4 separate regions of the Mus musculus genome follow, and all the other regions are linked to region 1. A link is a contact called in public HiChIP or PLAC-seq and promoter capture Hi-C data. All regions are on one chromosome and are shown on one strand. Each heading gives the region's core, a stretch centred on a gene start, on an enhancer-like site or on the middle of the called end of the contact. The rest is flanking DNA. Distances are from core to core; before and after follow the strand shown.

Evidence for each region. HiChIP or PLAC-seq counts read pairs in DNA pulled down with a chosen protein or histone mark. Capture Hi-C pulls out chosen DNA fragments and counts their contacts.
Region 2: a promoter capture Hi-C map of adipose tissue shows a contact between it and region 1, with 3 times the contacts expected there. The contact joins the promoter of C230062I16Rik here to the promoter of Fbl in region 1. A contact is called at or near these places in 2 of 39 promoter capture datasets (both in liver) and 2 of 9 other capture datasets (adipose tissue and liver).
Region 3: an H3K27ac HiChIP or PLAC-seq map of large pre-B cells shows a contact between it and region 1, with 4 times the contacts expected there. The contact joins the promoter of 2200002D01Rik here to the promoter of Fbl in region 1. A contact is called at or near these places in 1 of 39 promoter capture datasets (liver), 1 of 484 Hi-C or Micro-C datasets (CD4 T cells) and 1 of 115 datasets of contacts at active chromatin or transcription factors (large pre-B cells).
Region 4: a promoter capture Hi-C map of liver shows a contact between it and region 1, with 2.8 times the contacts expected there. The contact joins the promoter of Catsperg1 here to the promoter of Fbl in region 1. A contact is called at or near these places in 1 of 39 promoter capture datasets (liver) and 1 of 9 other capture datasets (liver).

What each region holds. Positions count from the first base shown.
Region 1 is chr7:28,167,796-28,172,468 of GRCm38.p6, forward strand. Fbl (fibrillarin) reads left to right here and starts at 1,953. Exons shown (of 9, transcript NM_007991.3): 1 at 1,953-2,023. The coding sequence starts at 2,014. Gm31024 (a long non-coding RNA gene) reads right to left here and starts at 1,067. Exons shown (of 2, transcript XR_001778069.2): 1 at 313-1,067; 2 at 1-130.
Region 2 is chr7:29,950,016-29,954,688 of GRCm38.p6, forward strand. C230062I16Rik (a long non-coding RNA gene) reads left to right here and starts at 2,038. Exons shown (of 4, transcript XR_003946630.1): 1 at 2,038-3,941. It overlaps Zfp74 (zinc finger protein 74), which reads right to left and starts at 4,050. Exons shown (of 6, transcript NM_178384.4): 1 at 3,840-4,050; 2 at 1,699-1,875.
Region 3 is chr7:29,246,529-29,251,201 of GRCm38.p6, forward strand. It overlaps 2200002D01Rik (RIKEN cDNA 2200002D01 gene), which reads right to left and starts at 1,939. Exons shown (of 4, transcript NM_028179.1): 1 at 1,829-1,939; 2 at 1,600-1,712; 3 at 1,369-1,437; 4 at 993-1,206. The coding sequence starts at 1,850. The coding sequence ends at 1,066. Yif1b (Yip1 interacting factor homolog B (S. cerevisiae)) reads left to right here. Exons shown (of 8, transcript NM_001110201.1): 8 at 709-1,004. The coding sequence ends at 864.
Region 4 is chr7:29,208,813-29,213,485 of GRCm38.p6, forward strand. It overlaps Catsperg1 (cation channel sperm associated auxiliary subunit gamma 1), which reads right to left and starts at 2,113. Exons shown (of 28, transcript NM_001368407.1): 1 at 1,830-2,113; 2 at 1,668-1,721. The coding sequence starts at 2,102.

The DNA.
Region 1 (4,673 bases), core at 703-3,202:
TAGCCAGGCAGTGGTGGTGCACGCCTTTTATCTCAGCACTTGAGAGGCAGAGGCAGGCGGATTTCTGAGTTTGGGGCCAGCCTGGTCTACAGAGTGAGTTCCAGGACAGCCAGGGATACACAGAGAAACCCTGTCTCAAACAAACAAACAAACAAACAAAAAAAAAAGAATGAAAGAAAGAATTTAAATTAATTTTTTAAGAAATCCTAGGAGCTTGGGAGGTATCTCAGCAAGTAAGAAATCTTGCGCTGAGCAAGCATGAGGACTTGAGTTCAAATCCTAATGCCTGTCTTAAAAAATTGAAGTGGTCACCTGTGTGTCTGTAACACCAGGGCTGGGGTGGTAGTGGTGAGACAGGGGACTTTCTGGCCACCAGCCTAGCTCCGGGTTCAGTGAGGATCCTAAATCAAGAGAATAAGAGAGAGGGTGATAGAGCAGAACACCGTACATCCTCCTCCATTCTCTGCATACCTGCATGTGTGTGGGCACACACACACTCGTGAACACATACACACACAATGTGTAAGCACTAAAACATTTCAGTGTCTTACAGGCTTGTAAGAATCCCCTTTAATGCTTATTTTGTCTAAAACAAAACAAAAACCAGTGCTGGATGCTAGGGTGATTTGTCACCCTGGCAACCATCCAGCCCTTCCCTGGCACTTGGCTGCCTTGAATGACTACCATCCAAGCAAACCCCTCTTGGCAGCCAGCTGGTCTACTGTCATGGCAGCCTGGCAGCTCTTGAATGCTCCACAGACACCTCCAGGAAGCTATACTGCATGGACCACCACTTAATGCTAAAAGACAACTCCTGCTCTAGGAGGCACTATCCTGGCCCTGACTATCCCCAAGAGTTTAACATGGACTTTTTGCCATCAGAAGCCTCTATAATCCTTGGCAGCCACTTCACCAAGGCCAGAGGGAAACCATTTCCCCTGGTAACCCAACAAAAAGTCAGCGGTTAGTGCAAATGATCTTTCAGTTGCACGGAAGGCTGTAAGTTCTGGCTATTAGGACGCTTCTTCTGGAGACCGGTCGCTCCTGTGCTGCCTCCTGGTGGTGCAACATTAACACTGGGCCTTCTGCAACAGTTGTTGCTCGACTGATGTGATCTTTATCAGTAGGGTGGGCTGAATTCATGACCTGAAGAGGAGGAACAGAGGCAGAAACAACTGCAAACCAGCAGTGGCCTGGGAGCAGCTGCGACAACATTTGGGTGAGTGAAGATTTCCAGTAAGAGGCCAGGGGTAGAGAGCAGAAGCAGTGAGATGCCTGTTCTTCGCTGTAAAGGAGGGAGCTCTTTGAGCGGAAAAGGAAAAGGAAGGAGAAATAGAAAAGCGAAGTGTACCATAGGAGATCCCGAGTTCCAGCTCAGCCTGGACCCCACTGCAAAACCCTGTCATAAAATACAAACCTCAACAACAAACAGAAACATAAGGCTGTGCTGGAGAGATAGCTCAGCTGTGAAGAGAACATAATGCTCTTGATGAAGACTCAGGTTCGGGTCTCAGCACCTATTTGGCGGCTCACAATTAATTGCCGGTAACTCTAGTTCCAGGGGATCTGACGCCTTCTCCTGACTTCCATGGCGTATGCGTGGTGCACAGACAGACGAATATGCAAGCTAAACACTTCTAAGGATAAAATTTTAAAAATTTAAAGTCTTTGAAAAATAATAAATTTTTAAAAATCGGTATAACCCCTGATTCCTGGAGTGCTAGCATAAGTGAGAGGAAAAGTCGCAGCGCACTTGTGATAAAATTTGCCACTCTAGGAAAAAGTGAGGAGCGTAGAGACACGACAGAGCCGGAAAAGGATTCAGAACTCCCACCCAAGGGGCCGACTCCGACTTCCGGGAGACGGGACGCGCGTCTAAGGGGCGTGGTTACGCGCTTCCGTCACTCGCCGTGCGTCACCGCGCGCAGGCGCTCCTTTCCACGTGCGAAAGCCTGAGACTCGTGGAGTCGGGGACGCCGCAGGTTGCCTGAATCGCGCGACCAGAACGCAGTAATGAAGCCAGGTAAGGACCACGGTGCGGGCAGGAGTCGGGGGCTCTAGGCGCGGCGGGCGGGGACCGCGGCCGCTCGGGGCCGGGGGATGTGGCCGTGAGCTCGGCTCACCGGCCGGCCTACAAGCTTGCCGCCTCAGAGCGGCCGGTGCGGCCCTCCAGACCCTGACCCAGAGTTGGGGCTTGGATCTCCGAGCATTGCTTTAGGGGATCCGACTTGGGTCGCAGATGAAAGGGCCCCTGTCTCCACCCCAAGCCTTCCCTGTTGCCGCCGTCACCCACTGTCACTCCCTGTCAACGATACCTTGGTCCCCAACCCAGCTTCCCCCCGGGTAAATGAGGATCTCCGGCTCCGTGGTGTGCGGCGCTCGCGTGCACAGGCTGGCGCTCGCCGCGCTTCCGGGAGGGGCGGGACCCAAGGCTTGTAGGAGTAGAGGCTCTGGGGACCTGGGAGTCCCTGCTCTGTAGTGAGAGCGACTTTACTAGCCCGGCTATTAGCGGGGTAGGTGATTGGAATTGAGAGGGGTTGGTTTAGGTTTGGATTTTGAGAGCGTCTTGTCACGTGATCCTAGCTGGCCGAGATCCACCAGCCTTTACCTCCAGAGTACGGGGATTAAAGGCGTGCGCCACCACGGCTGGCCTGACAAATGTATCCATCTCACCTATTTCCCGCGTTTTTTTCTGATGAGCCCACTGTATGGTGGATGATGGCGAGAGTTCTGGCTTTGACAATAGAAAGTTCTCGTTTCTCTCTTGAGTTCTTAATGGATAAGTGGTTTTCTTGGTGATAGGTTACTCTGGGCTGTCAATCCTAGCACTCGGAAAGCGGAGACAGTTAGATAATGAGTTTGTAACACCAGTCTGTTCTACATTAGTCGTGATAGCATGAGCTTTTCCTGTTGCCGAAGGATCAGTTTTCACCACTGCAGGTTTTTGTCTGGCGTGGACACACATGTTCCTGTGGACAGATGGAGAGTAAGTCACTGCAGGCGATAGTGACCCATCTCTCCCTCCCAGACATGTTGAATATCTATCTGGGGCTCTGTTCTGGATGTCTGGGGAAGTAAGGTGGAGGGATTGCTAGTCTGGATGTTCTCCTGGCATCCTGTGATTTGTGCTTTCCCCTCAACCTTTCTCCATCACACGATAGAATGAGAATTGTTGAACAGTCGAATCTTCTGTGACAGTTTGTGTCTTGAATACGAAGCAGCTTTGGGGGAGATTGTTTTAAACAGAGGTGTGCTACAAAGTATGGTGGACGATTCTCAACAAGGTCCTTTATTTTCATGTTTGTGTATTGAAATGGCATCTTATTGTAATAGCCTAGGCTAGCCTCAGACTCGGCTTCCCAAGTGGCTGGGTTGCAGGCATGTGATTGCAGCAGTTGCTGGAGTTGCTAGTTTGGAGGTGGGGAGACTTGTAGAGAAAAGCAGATTCTAAAACAGCAGACTGTGTGTGAACATAAAAGTCTTGTTGAGTAGTGAGTCCTTTCGGTTCATTTTCCTCAAAACCCCAGGACCAGAAATGGATCCTGATAACACATTGAGTATTATGTGTCTGAGTTGACCCTGCTATCTACCGGTCGCCATGAGGATGCCAACAGCTTGCCAGATCTCTGTTCTGTCAGGCCCAGGGTTGGAGCTAGTGGCTCTTCTCCTCAGTACTCTTGTGTATACAGTTCCTTGATTTTTCTATCATTCCCATAGACCTTTGCTACTTTAGGGTCTTGAGTAACAGTAGCATAGCCATCCTCCCATATGAGCTACAGGACACCATTCTCTTCTGAATGAAAACAAGTGGTTTCTCTGAGGCAGAATCCAGGGCTGTGGATATGGCTCAGCTGATAAAGTGCTTCCTGGCATTCGGGAGACAATAGCTTTATTCTCCTGTGCTACCTAGGGATAGGTGTGGTGGTGAACATCCATCTTCCTGCCTTCGAGGTGGGGGGGGTCAAAAATTCAGATTGATCAACCATTGCAGCTGGAGACCCTGTCTCAAGGTCATCGGCAGACGTTTGCTGACTGATTGTTGGTGTCAGCATTGGATTGTGCTGAGATGCTGTAACCAGAATAATTACAAAGCCTTTTGTGCATTTGGAACTTGTGGGTGCCAGTGAGACTGACAGTTAAATGTAACGTGACAAGAAGTGGGCTGAGTCTGTACCACTTAGTCAGACACCCAAGTGCGGGAGTGCTGTGCCTGCCTGCGGGAGCTGGGAAGAGGGGCAGCTCGCATGAGATTTCAAAGCCTGCCATTTGCAGATGGGGGACAGCCTGGGTTGATGAATCTCAATTTAGGCTATACATTAAGGTCCTGCAGGGAACTCAAAAAGGAAAAAAAATGCCCTTCTCAGGGAATCGTGGTCAAGAAAAGAATTCTGATTTTGTTGTGGATAGTGAGGTAGGGAGGGTAGAGATGGGGCTTGGGGGTGTCTGAGAGTTTTGAAGCTGAAACTTAACTTAGAACTGGGCGTGGTGGCACACGCCTTTAATCCCAGCACTTGGGAGGCAGAGGCAGGCGGATTTCTGAGTTCTAGGCCAGCGTGGTCTACAGAGTGAGTTCCAGGACAGCTAGGGCTACACAGAGAAACCCTGTCTTTAAAAACCCAAAACAAACAAACAATCAAAAACTTAGTTTGAAATAGATACCAAGTTGCACAGGG
Region 2 (4,673 bases), core at 788-3,287, 1.8 Mb after region 1:
AAGGACATACATTTATCTCCCTCATTTCTGCTGAGTTCTCTGAGAATTTCATCCAGTATATTTTGATCATATTTACCCTTTTGGTGTGTATGTATTGGGTGGGGGTGGATTTATTAAGAGCTGTCTAAATTTGATCTCTTCAGGTTTTCTTCTGTTCTTCTCCTTGGCTCCATAATCCACAGAACTTGCTTCCTGAGACACCAGTGAATTTTATGTTACTAAATTCAGTGCATCATCTTTCTCAGTCTTCAGAACCCTCTCTGGATATTGACACTGTTTTCATTAAAATAGACTTGTTCCTCGTGTTGAGGGTAACACATTGACCTAGTTCCCTCTGACTGTTCTAGCTAGTCTCTGTCAATCATTTTTACTGATTCTCCACTACCTGTCAGATGTCATGTTAGAGTGACCCCCAGTGGGTCTTTCACCTCTACCTTTTCTGTCTTAGGTGTTCTCATTCACTCTTCTGTTTTCAGGATCATTTGTAATGGTAATTCCCCATCCCAGGTCTCCTGCACATCACACTTGTATATACAACTGCCAATGTGACATTTCAATTTGAACGAATGTATCACACTGCACATACTATATCCCAAACCAGAATCTCATTTTCTCCTCAAGTAAGATCCCCCTCCATTCTCAAGAACTGAGTTCTTAGCCAGACAGTGGTGGTGCATGCCTTTAATCCCAGCACTTGGGAGGCAGAGGCAGGCAGATCTCTGAGTTCATGTCCAGCCTGGTCTACAAAGCAAGTTCCCGGACAGCAAGAGCTACACAGGGAAAACCTGTCTCAAATAACAAACAAAGCAACCAAAAAAAAAAGAATTGAATTCTTAACTTACATTTGCAGTCTATGAATAAACACTGTGCCATCTTGTTACAGTCACATGGTGGCTCTGCTCTTGCAGCCACCTACCGCCACAGCTCTGTTTTATGCTGTATTGAGTGTACTGCCTGTTACTACTGCTGGTCCTGATCTCCAACATATTTCCCCTGGACTATTCTAAGATCTTCCTGGGGCTGGAGAGATGGCTCAGCGATTAAAACACTGACTGCTCTTTCCAAGGTCCTGAGTTCAAATCCCAGCAACCACATGGTGGCTCACAACCACCCATAAAGAGATCAGATGCCCTCTTCTGGTGTGTCTGAAGACAGCTACAGTGTACTTATATAATAAATAAATCTTACAAAAACAAAAAAACAAAAAAAAACTTCCTAATTGGTCTTTCTGCCCCCTCCCTCACCCCACCCCTGACCCTTCTTCACTCCTTTTCCAGCTGTCACCAGAGCAGCAAAAGCTGCCATTGAGCAGATAGATTATTATCCACATGCTCAAAATACCTCCCATCTCACTCAAGGTACTGCGGTCTACGAAGCCCAACTTCCTCTGCTCTCCCCCCACCCAGCCACCCCTGGCCTTCCCCCTCCTTGGCTGTTTCAGCCACTGCCAGTGTGTTCATCAGAGCAAGCATGAAAACATCAAAACCTTGACAACTGCATGTTCCCTGTATGGAATAACCCTTTCTCCGTTGTACTTGAACCTCGCTGTGTTCCTCCTGTCATCTACCGCTCCTTTTCTGTCCTCCCTGGCCCTCCATCTAGACTCTACTTCCCATCTCTAATTCTAAATAGCCTCCTATTTTGACTTTTTTTTTTCTAAGTATTTTTCAGCATCTGATATGGTTCATATTTACTTACTTTGTTTATTATCTGGTCCTCGGCAATGTAAGCATCATGAGAGGGGGGGGGGTCACTGCTTCTTTTGTTCGCTGCTATATCCCACACACCAACAATTGACTGATATATGTCCAACATTCAATAAATATTGAGTTTATAAAAGGCTCCTCAGCGCAGGAAGAACTCTGAAAATGAGAGCTGAAAACAGAGCACCACCTTAGGAAACAAATCACAAAAGAGATCTTTACTTAAATGATTGATCTTGCTAACGAGTACTGCTGTTGTGCCATGAAACCTTCATGAACCCCAAAAAGACCACCAAGGAGCCCCATCCAATGCAGTCACATTAGGGTCTCATGGGCTCCCTGCCAACCCTGACACAGCAGAAACACGGTGCCCTGAGTTCAGTTTCAGGCAAGCATTTATAGAGGCAAGAAGAAGGTATCTAGCCTGGTGCACACCTGATTGGGGATTCATTATGGCCTTTAATATAAATTTAAGCCAAACCATAAACTTAACTCCTGCTTTCCTCCTTATGTTGGTTGTTAGGAAGGGAAGTGTCAGGGTCAGGCTTGTAACCTGGAGGTGCAGATCTGGTGCCAGAAGCAGGTTTTGTTGGGGGGTAACCTGGAAACTGGTAGGCACAGGTCTTGTTGGGGTGTAGCCTGGAAACTGATGCTAGCTATTGGCCTGTTAGCTAACTTTAAGTTCCACCTTAGGTCAGGTTCTCTAAGAGGAGACGGAGTCTGAACCCAAAAGGTTTGGTCTCTCATTGCAACCTAAATTTTATTTTATAACTATGAAGGTAAAGATTCTGTTACTTACAGTATTCATTGCTATCCAGGGTATATCTCTATTCCAATATTACTGAAATACTGATGCATTGATTATTTCAGTAATATTGTAGGATGTTAGAACTTTACATTGGGTATAATTATTTAGATTTTGGAAGATTTTAATAAGGATATGCTTGTTAACATATCAACTCCACTTCTAAAAGCCACCCGAAGAGAGGGAGGAAACAAGAGGAGGTATGAGGGAGGAAATGGGGTACATTACAGCATTGCCAAACAGTTCTGCATGAACTTGGTTTATAACTTCAAGAGGTTGAAAACAGAAATTAATCAGGATATATATATGTGTGTGTGTGTGTTGTGTGTGTGTGTTTAAATGGTATACACTTGAAATGTGTAATTGTTGATGTCAATATGTTAACAACATCAATGGTTAAATAAGAGCCGTAAGTTACAGAACTGTATATATGATGTTACTGCTCTTTTTTTTTCTTTTTTTTAGATTTGTTTATTTTATGTGAGTACACTGTAGCCATCTTCAGACACACCAGAAGAGGGCATCAGATCCTATTAGAGATGGTTATGAGCCACCATGTGGTTGCTGGGAATTGAACTCAGGACCTCTGGAAGAGCAGCCGGTGCTCTTAACCACTGAGCCATTTCTCCAGCCCGTTACTGCTCTTTTAAGAGGCCATGCTCTTTATATGAGCACATAAATGTACGCGTTCATGCTCACGAGTGTAAAGAAGTCAATTTGTCAGGAGCTGCATGACTGACTAGGAGAAATAAATAATTTTTAGTCTTTGGGCTTTTCTGTATCTTGCTATTTGGGAAATGGAGTTGGGCTGCAAGGCAAATGAATTTCGCCTGTCATGTACACAAGACAGTTTGTCAATACAGGAAAATAGTCAAGTCCTGGAGATACTGATGCTTCATATAAAAATATTTTCAATTATTATAAACGGCTAAAGGTAGCACTCGTTCAAACGCGGTCTTCACACATCTCCACACAATCCTACCCGCCTAACTTCCACCCACAGAGTTTTTCATTAATGCATTCATTCATTATCTCAGCCATCACATGTGCACCCACGTTCGTAAAGGCACATAAAGGATAACGAGCAAATTATAGTCACATCACGGCTGCTGCAAACCGCAGGCATCCCGTCCTCTACCCACACCCGCGACCGCTCTACAGGGCCCTGGCTTCCACCCAGCACAAAGAGTCCTGGCCTCCAGCTCACGGCTTCCGGGACTCAACGCTGAGCCGGGCCACGGGTCTCGATCCCCCAACCCGACGCCGCCCAAGGCTCACAGCCTCCGGGCTACGGCCTGGTGCTGCTAGGCTGGGAAAGAAGACCCACAAACCTGGGTCCGCTAGGCGCAGGGTAGCACTTCCCAGAGGGCCGCGCGGCTCGCCGGGCGGGTCTGGCCTTCGGCGTGCGAGTCAGGAGAGTGGCCAAGGCTCGGGTAAGGGCGCGGCGCTGCGGCAGGGGGACCGGCTTGAGCCTGGGCGGGTTTTGTAGCAGCGGCTACCCCGCGGCCTGGCATTCACAGCCTGGGGGTGCAACTTGCAACTGAGAAGAATCCGAAAGGATCCCTTGCGTTCTTGCTTTGAACTACATTTCCCAGAGCCCTTCGCGGCCCGAGACCTGTGCTCACCCAAATGAAAAACTGGCCCTCGGCTATGAGACTTTCAGGGTTAGGGAGTCTGAGCCAGGAAGAGAGCACGGCTGAGTTTGTTTAGTTCCCTTGGATCAGGGCTCTCTCCCGAGATTGTCTACCTCTTTATGATGGGGATGGTCCTCCGGAGTCACAAACTCTTGGTAGCAGGCAGAAGGAGGAGTTACGTGAATACGTGTGTGTGAGAACTAGACTATGGGGTCAGGGTGTGGAGTTTATAGAGTTAAGAGACCTTGAAGTTCAGTGACATTTAAAACTGTGTGAATTTGCAACCACTTTTGTAATCATGGCTGGGTGTTCTCTTGCAGCGTTTCATTGCTATCTTCCAATTTTGTCAGAAACATGCTTTTGTCTATACTTCGTAGACTCCTTGTTCTGACCGACAGTGTTACTGGACTGTTAACGTAGGATTGTAAACACCATTGCTGAGCAATGTCTACATACTAACTAGATCCTAAGGAAACGGAGCCATTTACTAGTCAACTAGACCCTTGTACCAGTTAGCCGTTCTCTCTCCAT
Region 3 (4,673 bases), core at 689-3,188, 1.1 Mb after region 1:
ACCCCACATTAAAAAAAAAAAGAGCCCAAAGTAGATCTATTCTTATAATCTCAGAGCTAGGAATGTGGGGCTCATTGGTACCAGCCTAGCCTACTTGGTAAAGGGTCCTCTAACTCCCACAAATATAGGTACACACACACACACACACCCCCAAAGAAACATCGGGAACAGTGAGGTGGCTAAGCAGGTGAAGGGCGCTCGCTACCAAGCTCCTGCAGGCTGCGCTGACGTGCATACCAGGGCTCAAGTAGATCCATCACCAGGAACTCGAGGCCACCTTGGTCTACATGTCAAGATCCTGCCTCCCAGAGAGAAAGAGCGCGGGAGGGGGAGAAGGAGGGGGAGGAAGGCATCTGAGCCAAACCAAAAAGGAAATAGCTCTTCTAGTTTGTCTTCTGGAGCTGGCGTGTTTTGGGAGTGTTACTCTGTGGTAGGGCACTGGGCTAGTGTCTGTGAGGATCTGCGTTGCGTGAAGGCAACTGTCTCCCAGTAGGTGGAAGCAGCTAGGCCATGCTCTTCAGGCCGGGATCTACAATTCTTAGCCTCTCTTCTGGCCTTTGCCTCTGCAAAGGTTTGCTCACAGGGCTTGGGGGAGGTAGCTATTCAAAAGACCCTTCTAGGAACACAAACTGGAGGCCACAGAGGGGCAGGGACTCATCCCGAGCTGCCTGGCACTTACGGGACCCCCACTTTACCCTTACCACCCAGATCCGGACACTGCGGCTCAAGATCCTGGCCCAGGCAGCGGCCGAAGGAGTGCCAGTGCGTGGGGCGCGGAACCAGCTGCGCATGTACCTGACTATGGCAGTGGCAGCTGCGCAGCCGGTACTCATGTACTGGCTCACCTTCCACCTTGTACGGTGAGCTGCGGCCTGGCCTCCAGCTCCCACACTCATCTCGCTTGACCAGGGCTCCCGCCCTCCAGGCCCGCGCCCTCCTTCCTAGCCAAGGTGCTCATGTCGCCTACTGCACACCCGCAACAATAAACCTGATGGGCTCGGCGCAGCCTCCACTTCTGACCGGCAGAGGGCGCTGGGGAGCGGAAAGGGCTGCAAGTTTAATAAGTCAATGGGGGGCCTTCTTCTCCTTCTTCTCCTTCTCCTTCTTCTCCTTCTTCTCCTTCTTCTCCATCTTCTCCTTCTTCACCTTGGGTTTCTTGGCCTTGTCTGAGGAGCGTTCATGCTTCTTGCAGCCAGCGGCATACTCCTGGAGAGCCAAGGACGGTGGGTAGGAGAGGAGGTGGCCCGGTTGAAAGCTGTACTGGACCCGCCCCACTCACCTCGGCAAGGAGCCTAACGTGACCCTGACCGCAGCGGGGCCTGGGTCTGAGGTGCGAGAGGACACACTGGGAGAGGGACCGTCTCTTACCTTCCCCTCTGCCTCTGAGTCGCTGGAGCTGCTACTGCTGCTGGAGTCGGAGGAGCTGCCAGAGACACGCTAGATGGGGGTTGGGGAGGGAGTGGTTACAGTGAGGACAGGGACCCACTCGAGCAGCTTCCAACCCAAACTGGAAGGCTGATGTGTGGCCGAGGACCAAGGACGGAAGCCAGTTCTCATCTCGGGCCCTCGGGACTCGGTGCCGGTGATGAAGTGACTTACCCTCGGCTTGTGAGCAGCGCCTGCCTCTGGCCCGCCCGGCGCTTTAAGAGGACAGTGTTTGGGGTCTCCCACATGGCCTGCCCCCTCTGGCTTCTTAGAACCAGGGCCCAGGGCTGCGGAGGAGAGGGGAGTTACATGGTTATGTAGGCGACGTAGCTTCCCTTCAGTATTCCCAGGCTCTGAGTCTGGCCCCTTACACAGCAAATCCACCACTCCCCGGGGAACTTACCTGCGGCCAAGTCAAACTCCATGGCGGTGACCAGTCTGGATGGCCGGAAACTTTAGGCAGAGCCTAGGGCAGGGGGTGGGACTGCACGACCTGCCCATCTCAGGAATTCCGCGAAGCCTCACCCTCCGGACCTTTGTCCCTCAGCTCCCTGGCCCTGACTCACTGCACTGGCGCTCCCGGCTCCACCCAGACTTTCCTAAGTGGGAAGTGGGGTTAGAAGTGGCTGTAGGTGTCTGGGAGAAAGGGGGTGAGACTAGTCATCAGTTGGTCCCTTTGCGGGGGTACTTGCTTCCGGAAAGCCGTTCCGTACACTGAACAAAGTTAAAGTGCATTCTGGGAGCAACGAGGTCTGGTTCTCAGCTCCTCCGAGCTGAGATAAGTAGTGTCTGAAGAATTTGGTGGCCAGACTAGTGCGCCCTGGCGGCAGCTGAAAAGCACCAGCAAAGTTGTACCCTGGGGTGGTGGGGTTGAATTCCTAGGCTGGTGCTTGGCAGAGTGCATGGTGGTGAAATGTGTTGCGTTGTTTGGGTAAAGGCAGGTGTCTTAATTTGGGCTGTTAAACATAACAGATTAGTGCTTAAGCAGCAGTTTACCTCATAGTCGGCAAGGCTCGGGGCTGGAAGCTAGGCATAGGCAGGGAGAGAGCCCCAGTACAGAGATGGTCTGCTTCCTGCTTCTAGTCTTGGCTCTCCATGTCTGAATATAAGACCTCCAATTTGGGATATGGCTTCACCATGTGACTTTCGGGAACATCAACATTAGTTCTAAGCTAGGTACTGTAAGCCCACTGCTCAGGAGACTGGGGCAGGGGGATTGAAGACTCTATCATAGCCTGGGCTACACAGCATAAGAGTGCTGGGCTTGGTGACACACACCTTTAATTCTAACACTCAGGAGGCAGAGGCAAGTTGAGTTCAAGGCCAGCCTGGCCTTACAGAGTGAGTTCTGTGCCACCCAGCAATATACCTGACTCAAGAAAATAAGGAGGCTGGTGAGGTGGCTCATTGTGTAGAATTGCCAGGTTAATGAGGTGAATCTAATCACCCGGAACCACCTAAGAGAACTCACGCCTGCACACCGTCTTTGGACTTCCACAGGTGCACATCCAGGCACGTGCACACAAAACAAAACACCCACCTGTATATTCCAAAAGTGAGCGCCCACCTCTCAGCAGGAACAGGTGGCTACTTCAAGGATCAAGGTGGCCATGTGCCACCTTGGATGCCTGCTTAATGTCCATTTGCAGAAATGCCTGCACTGGTCATGCAGGCTCCACGCGTGTCATTCCAGCACATACTTGGTGCTTCCCATTACCTGAAAAACTTTATTTTTAAATGTGTGTGTGTGTGTTTGTGGAGGCCTGCTGCTGTCTGTGGAAGCCATCCTTGGGTTTGAGCCACTAGAACAACAAATACCCCTAACCACCTTCTAGCACCTTACCTCTTTACAGTTTAAATTCTTCCCTATAATGATGTTTGCCTATGTATGCACACCTATTCATGCCTGCTGCCTGAAGCCAGAAGGCAGTACAGGGGTCCCTGGAGCTAGGGTTACCCTTGTGAGCCACCATGTAGGTCCTGGAAATCAAACCCAGGTCCTCTGAAAGAGCAGCCAGTGCTCTTCATCGCTGAGCCACCTCTCTAGTACCCACCCACCCTCTTTTTTTGAGACAGGGTCTCAGGTAGACCTATCTGGCCCATTAGTCAATATACAGCCAGAGCTTGTCTTAAATAGCAGTGGACTCTATCTAAAACTCAACACCCACTCCACCAACCAAAGTAGTAAAGGCAAGGAAAAAAAAAAAAACAAAACAGCAGGGCAGAGGAACCGCTAATGTGTTATGTTGGGGAGGGCTTGGATTTGTTGTTTGAGACAAGGTTTCTCTGTGTAGCCCTGCCTGTCCTAGAAGTATAAGACTAGGCTGGCCTCAAACTCAGAGAGCCAGGCGCTGGGATTGAAGGGGTGCACAAGCACTGCCTAATTTTTTTTTTTTTTTTTTTTTTTTGGATAGGGTTGGATTTTTTGGTTTTGCTTTCCTGAGACAGGGTTTCTCTGTGTAGCCCTGGCTGTCCTGAAACTCAGTCTGTAGACCAGGCTGGCCTTGAACTAAGAAATCTGCCTGTCTCTGCCTACCAAGTGCTGGGACTAAAGGTATGTGCCACCACTGGCCAGCAGGGTTGGATTTTTTAAAGTGAAAACCTCATTGGAGATGTTTGGTTGTGGTTTTGAGGCTGGGTCTCTGATAGTCCAGGCTGGCTTCAGGCTTGCTATGTAAGTGGAGACCACACAGGTATGCCACCATGCTGCACTGGTTTGCAATTTCAAGACTCTACAAACAAGGCTAGTCTGTAAACCTTAGCAAGACCCTGTCCCAAAGGAATAAAAATAAAAGGGGTGGTGGTGGTGGAGGTGTTTCTCAGTGACAGCACTTGCCTAACGTACATGTAGCCCTAGGTTAAATCTTCGGTAAAATGCAAATTTTAAAGTTAGTGGACTGGGCTGGGCAGTGGTGGCGCACGCCTTTAATCCCAGCATTTGGGAGGCAGAGGCAGGCAGATTTCTGAGTTCGAGCCAGCCTGGTCTACAGAGTGAGTTCCAGGACAGCCAGGGCTACACAGAGAAACCCTGTCTCAAAAAACAAACAAACAAACAAAAAAACCAAAAAGCCCCCTCCCCCCAAAAAAGAGAGAAAAGTTAGTGGGCTGGGCATGATGACATAGGCTCTGGAGGCAAATGCAGGAAGAGTTTAAGGCCAGTCTAGTGTATAGAGAGAGTTCTAGGACAGCCAGGGTTACCTAGAGAAACACACTATTAAAAAAAAAAAAGTAAATTAAGGTAGTGTGGT
Region 4 (4,673 bases), core at 863-3,362, 1.0 Mb after region 1:
GTAAAAAAACAAACGAACAAACAAACAAAACTTCATTTTAAAATGAGCAAGGGAGGCTGGAGAGATGACTTAGAGGTTAAGAGCACCAACTCCTCTTCCAGAGGACCCAGGTTTAGTTCCCAGCAAACATATGGTGGCTCACAGCTGTCTGTAACTACAGTTCAGGACACTTGACACCCTCCCATAGACATGCATTCAGGCAAAACACCAATGCACACTCAATAAAAAGAAATAAATCATTTTAAAAAATAATAAAATGAGCAAAGGAAGGCCAATCGAGATGGCACATTCCACCTTTGATCCTGGCAAAGGCAGGCAGATCTCTGTGAGTTCCAAGATAGCCAGGACTCTGTAGAAAGACCCTGTCCTAAAGAACCAACCAACCAACCAACCAAAATAGGCAAAGGAAGGTTGGCATGCTGGCTCATACCTATAATCCCAGTACTTGAGAGACAGGGGCACAAGAACTGTTCTGAGTTCAAGGCCAGCCCGGGTTAAGTAACACTATCCTATATCCTGAAAGGAAGAGGGTGGGGCCAGAGAGATGGCTGACTCAATGGTTAGAGTGTGTAACTGTTCTTCTAGATGACCAAAGCATGATTGCCAGCATCTATGTCAAGCCACAATAGCTTGTAACTCCAATCCCAGGAATTCATCACCCTCTTCCGACCTCCACAGGCAACTGCATGCACATGCATAGACCTATTAAAAATAAGATGAATGCTTTTTTTTTAAAAGAGAGAATAACTACTATTAGACACAGGGTTCTTTTTTTTTTTTTTTTTTTTTTTTGGTTTTTCCAGACAGGGTTTCTCTGTATAGCCCTGGCTGTCCTGGCACTCACTTTGTAGACCAGGCTGGCCTCGAACTCAGAAATCCGCCTGCCTCTGCCTCCCGAGTGCTGGGATTAAAGGCGTGCGCCACCACGCCCGGCCCAGACACAGGGTTCTTATTGGAGGATAATAGGAACGTTCCGGAGAAAGATAATGAGGTTAGTGTGATTGCTTAAGTGAGGTACTGTTTGAACACCCCAGGCTCCTATGTTTGAATGCTTGGTCCTTAGCTGTGGGTCTGACTGAATAGGATTACATATGGCCTTCATGGAGAAGATGTGTCACCAGGGGTGTTAGGCCTTGAGGTCTGCACCATTCCTAGTTCGCTTTCTCTGCCTCCTGCTTGTGGATGGAAGTACCTGCCATGGTGGTCCCACCGGGTTCCCTACTGTGCTGCTCATGGACTTTTGGTTTATAAGTTGCCTTGGTCACAGTTTTTCTGTCATGGAATGACAGAATGGAGCTGAAACGGTTGCCTGACTCTGTAGATACACTAAAATGTACTGATCTGTATACTTTAGAACGACACCTTTAGGGGCTGAGAACAGGGTGGTAGCAGGTAGCAGTGGTAGCATGTACAAAGCCTTGGATTCTGTCCCTAGGCCCCTAAACAAAATAAGAGCTACATCTCAATTTTAAAATGGGGCCCCGTGGGGGGGGGAGTGCTGTGCTCACTTTTTGTCCCTATTGTGTTCTTGTACCTAGTGGGAGACTGAATCTTTAATGCCTTCAGGGTTGGTGGAGACTACTATTAAACTGTATTGAAAAAACACTGCTGAAAATGGGAAACTGGAGACTTACAGAAATCAGCCTACTCATACTGTAAACTCTTACCTGTCCCGGACAGGAAAAGTTGATTTGCAAGTAGTAAGGAAAGCTCAAATAGTTCTGTAAAGAAAGGTGGAGGAAATACCTAGTCACTTGGTGTACTGACTCGAGATCTCTCTATTTACTGACCCCAAATCTCTTTGATACTCTTGATCTCACTTCCCTCACCTCTGACGGATCGATTGGCGAGTCTGTCAACTTTTGGAACACCTTGGCCACTGTATCGATGGGCTCATGATCTTGAAATCGATCCTTGGAGAGATGCAAGCCTACCTTCTCGAACTTGTTCAGGACAAGAAGCCAGGTGCAATGCTGTAAGGTATCTTCCGCCCACGACTTCAACGACAGCAATAGCACTAGCCGCAGTACCCAGAATGCCCAAAGGTTTGGTTTTCTCGGCCACACAGGGCTGACCGGGGACATGGCTGGCCGGGACACCATGTAGCTAGAACCTGGAGAACGTGGGGATTAACACCCACTTGCAAGTTGGCTAGCTGAGGCTGATCTCTAGGAAACCGCTCAGTTCCTGCCCCTTTTCCCACTCTTCTTCCTAGCTCCACCTTTGATCAGGCTTTGGGGCCCCTTACTCTCTGCCCGGGCCCTGCTCTTAGGCCTTGCCACGCCCTTACTCCCAGCTCCTCCCCTACTAATACTCCTCGCCCCGCCCCTGCTCCTACTCTCGGCCCCTCCCCTACTAATACTCCTCGCCCCGCCCCTGCTCCTACTCTCGGCCCCTCCCCTACTAACACTCCTTGCCCCGCCCCTGCTCTTTCTCCCGGCCCCTCCCCTACTAATACTCCTCGCCCCTCCCCTACTAATACTCCTCGCCCCTCCCCTACTAATACTCCTCGCCCCGCCCCTGCTCTTACTACTGTCCCTACCCCTGCGGCTCTTTTCACCCTGCTTCCTAGTTACTCTCTCTCTCTTTGCCCTGGCTTTGCTCTTTTCTGTTCCCGTTCTTGGAACTCCTAACCTACTCTTCGCCAAGTCCCTCTTTTTTTTTCTTGCCTTGCCAGAGCACTTCCTGTTTTCCTTACCACTGTGCCCCTCAGGGGACTTGGCTCCGCCCTCAAAAGGTTCCCCGCCCACACACTGCTCTTCGCCACGCCCCTTTCTTTTCGCTCCTGCCCTGCTCAGGAACCGGCTTAGAGTCTTCTTGTCCTTTCGTGAATCCTCGCCCACACCTCCGAACTCGCTAGGCTCTTTGCCTTGGCTCAAGGTCTGAGTCGTTCTGGAAATCAGATCCTGGCTCTGCTTTCTCTTCTGGCCACGCCCCTGGTCCTGGCTCCGGTCTGGAGTGTCGCGGTAGAGCGGATCTTCACTCTGCCTTCTCTCTTGGCCACGACCCTGGTCCTGGTTCAGGCTCCAAGTGTTGCAGTAGTTCAAATGCTCACTCTGTCTTCTCTCTTGGCCACGCCCCCGGTCCTGGTTCAGGCCCTGAGTGTTGCAGTAGTTCAAATCCTCACTCTGTCTCCTCTCTTGGCCACGCCCCTGGTCCTGGCTCAGACCCCGAGTGTCGCGGTGGTTCGGATCCTCGCTTCGTCTCCTCTCTTGACCACGCCCCTGGCCCTGACTCAGGTCCCGAGTGTTGCAGTAGTTCAAATCCTCGGTCTGTTTCTTCTCTTGGCCATGTCCCTGGTCCTGGTTCAGGCCCCACGTGTTGCAGTAGTTCGAATCCTTGCTCAGTCTCCTCTCTTGGCTACGCCCCTGGTCCTGATTCAGGCACCGAGTGTTGCAGTAGTTCAAATCCTCGCTCAGTCTCCTCTCTTGGCCACGCCCCTGGTACTGGTTCAGGCCCCAAGTGTTGCAGTAGTTCCAATCCTTGCTCTGTCTCCTCTCTTGGCCACGCCCCTGGTCCTGATTCAGGCCCCGAGTGTTGCAATAGTTCAAATCCTCGCTCAGTCTCCTCTCTTGGCCACGCCCCAGGTCCTCGTTCAGGCCCCGAGTGTTGCAATAGTTCAAATCCTCGCTCAGTCTCCTCTCTTGGCCACGCCCCAGGTCCTGGTTCAGGCCCCGAGTGTTGCAGTAGTTCAAATCCTCGCTCTGTCTCCTCTTTTGGCCACGCCCCTGATCCTGGCTCAGACCTCGAGTGTCGCGATGGTTCGGATCCTCGCTTCTTCTCCACTCTTGACCACGCCCCTGGTCCTGATTCAGGTCCCGGATGTTGCAGTAGCTCAAATCCTCGCTCAGTCTTCTCTCTTGGCCACGCCCCTGGTCCTGGTTCAGGCCCCAAGTGTTGCAGTAGTTCAAATCCTCGCTTCGCCTCCTCTCTTGGCCACGCCCCTGGTCCTGGTTCAAAGCCGGAGTGTTGCGGTAGTTCAAATCCTCGCTTCGTCTCCTCTCTTGGCCACGCCCCTGGTCCTGGTTCAGGCCCCAAGTGTTGCTGTAGTTCAAATCCTCGCTTCGTCTCCTCTCTTGGCCACGTCCCTGGTCCTGGCTCAGACCCGGAGTGTCTCGGCGGTTCGGATCCTCGCTTCGTCTCCTCTCTTGACCACGCCCCTGGTCCTGATTCAGGTCCCGAGTGTTGCAGTAGTTCAAATCCTCGCTCAGTCTTCTCTCTTGACCACGCCCCTGGTCCTGGTTCAAAGCCGGAGTGTTGCGGTAGTTCAAACCCTCGCTCAGTCTCCTCTCTTGGCCACGCCCCTGGTCCTGGTTCAGGCCCCAAGTGTTGCAGTAGTTCGGATCCTCGCTTCGTCTCCACTCCTGACCACGTCCCTGGTCCTGGCCACTTCTTCTCCCTGGGTCCAGGGCAACCTGGCCCTCCTGCTCGTCGCACCCCTTTTCTTTAAAGCCCTTCTCCCGCCCTGGTGGTTTCTCCTCAGCACCAGCTCGCCCCGCCAGGCCAGCCTTCCCCCTTGGGAACCTTTCCTGGTCGTGGGGCCTCTCTACTCCTTGGGGTCTCTCCTCGCCTCCGGTTGTTTCCTCGCAGAGTAGTCGCTCCTCACTCCAGTCCGTTCTCTCTCTACCAGACCTGTCCTCCCATTTGGCTCTCTCTTTACCGAACCCCCTCTC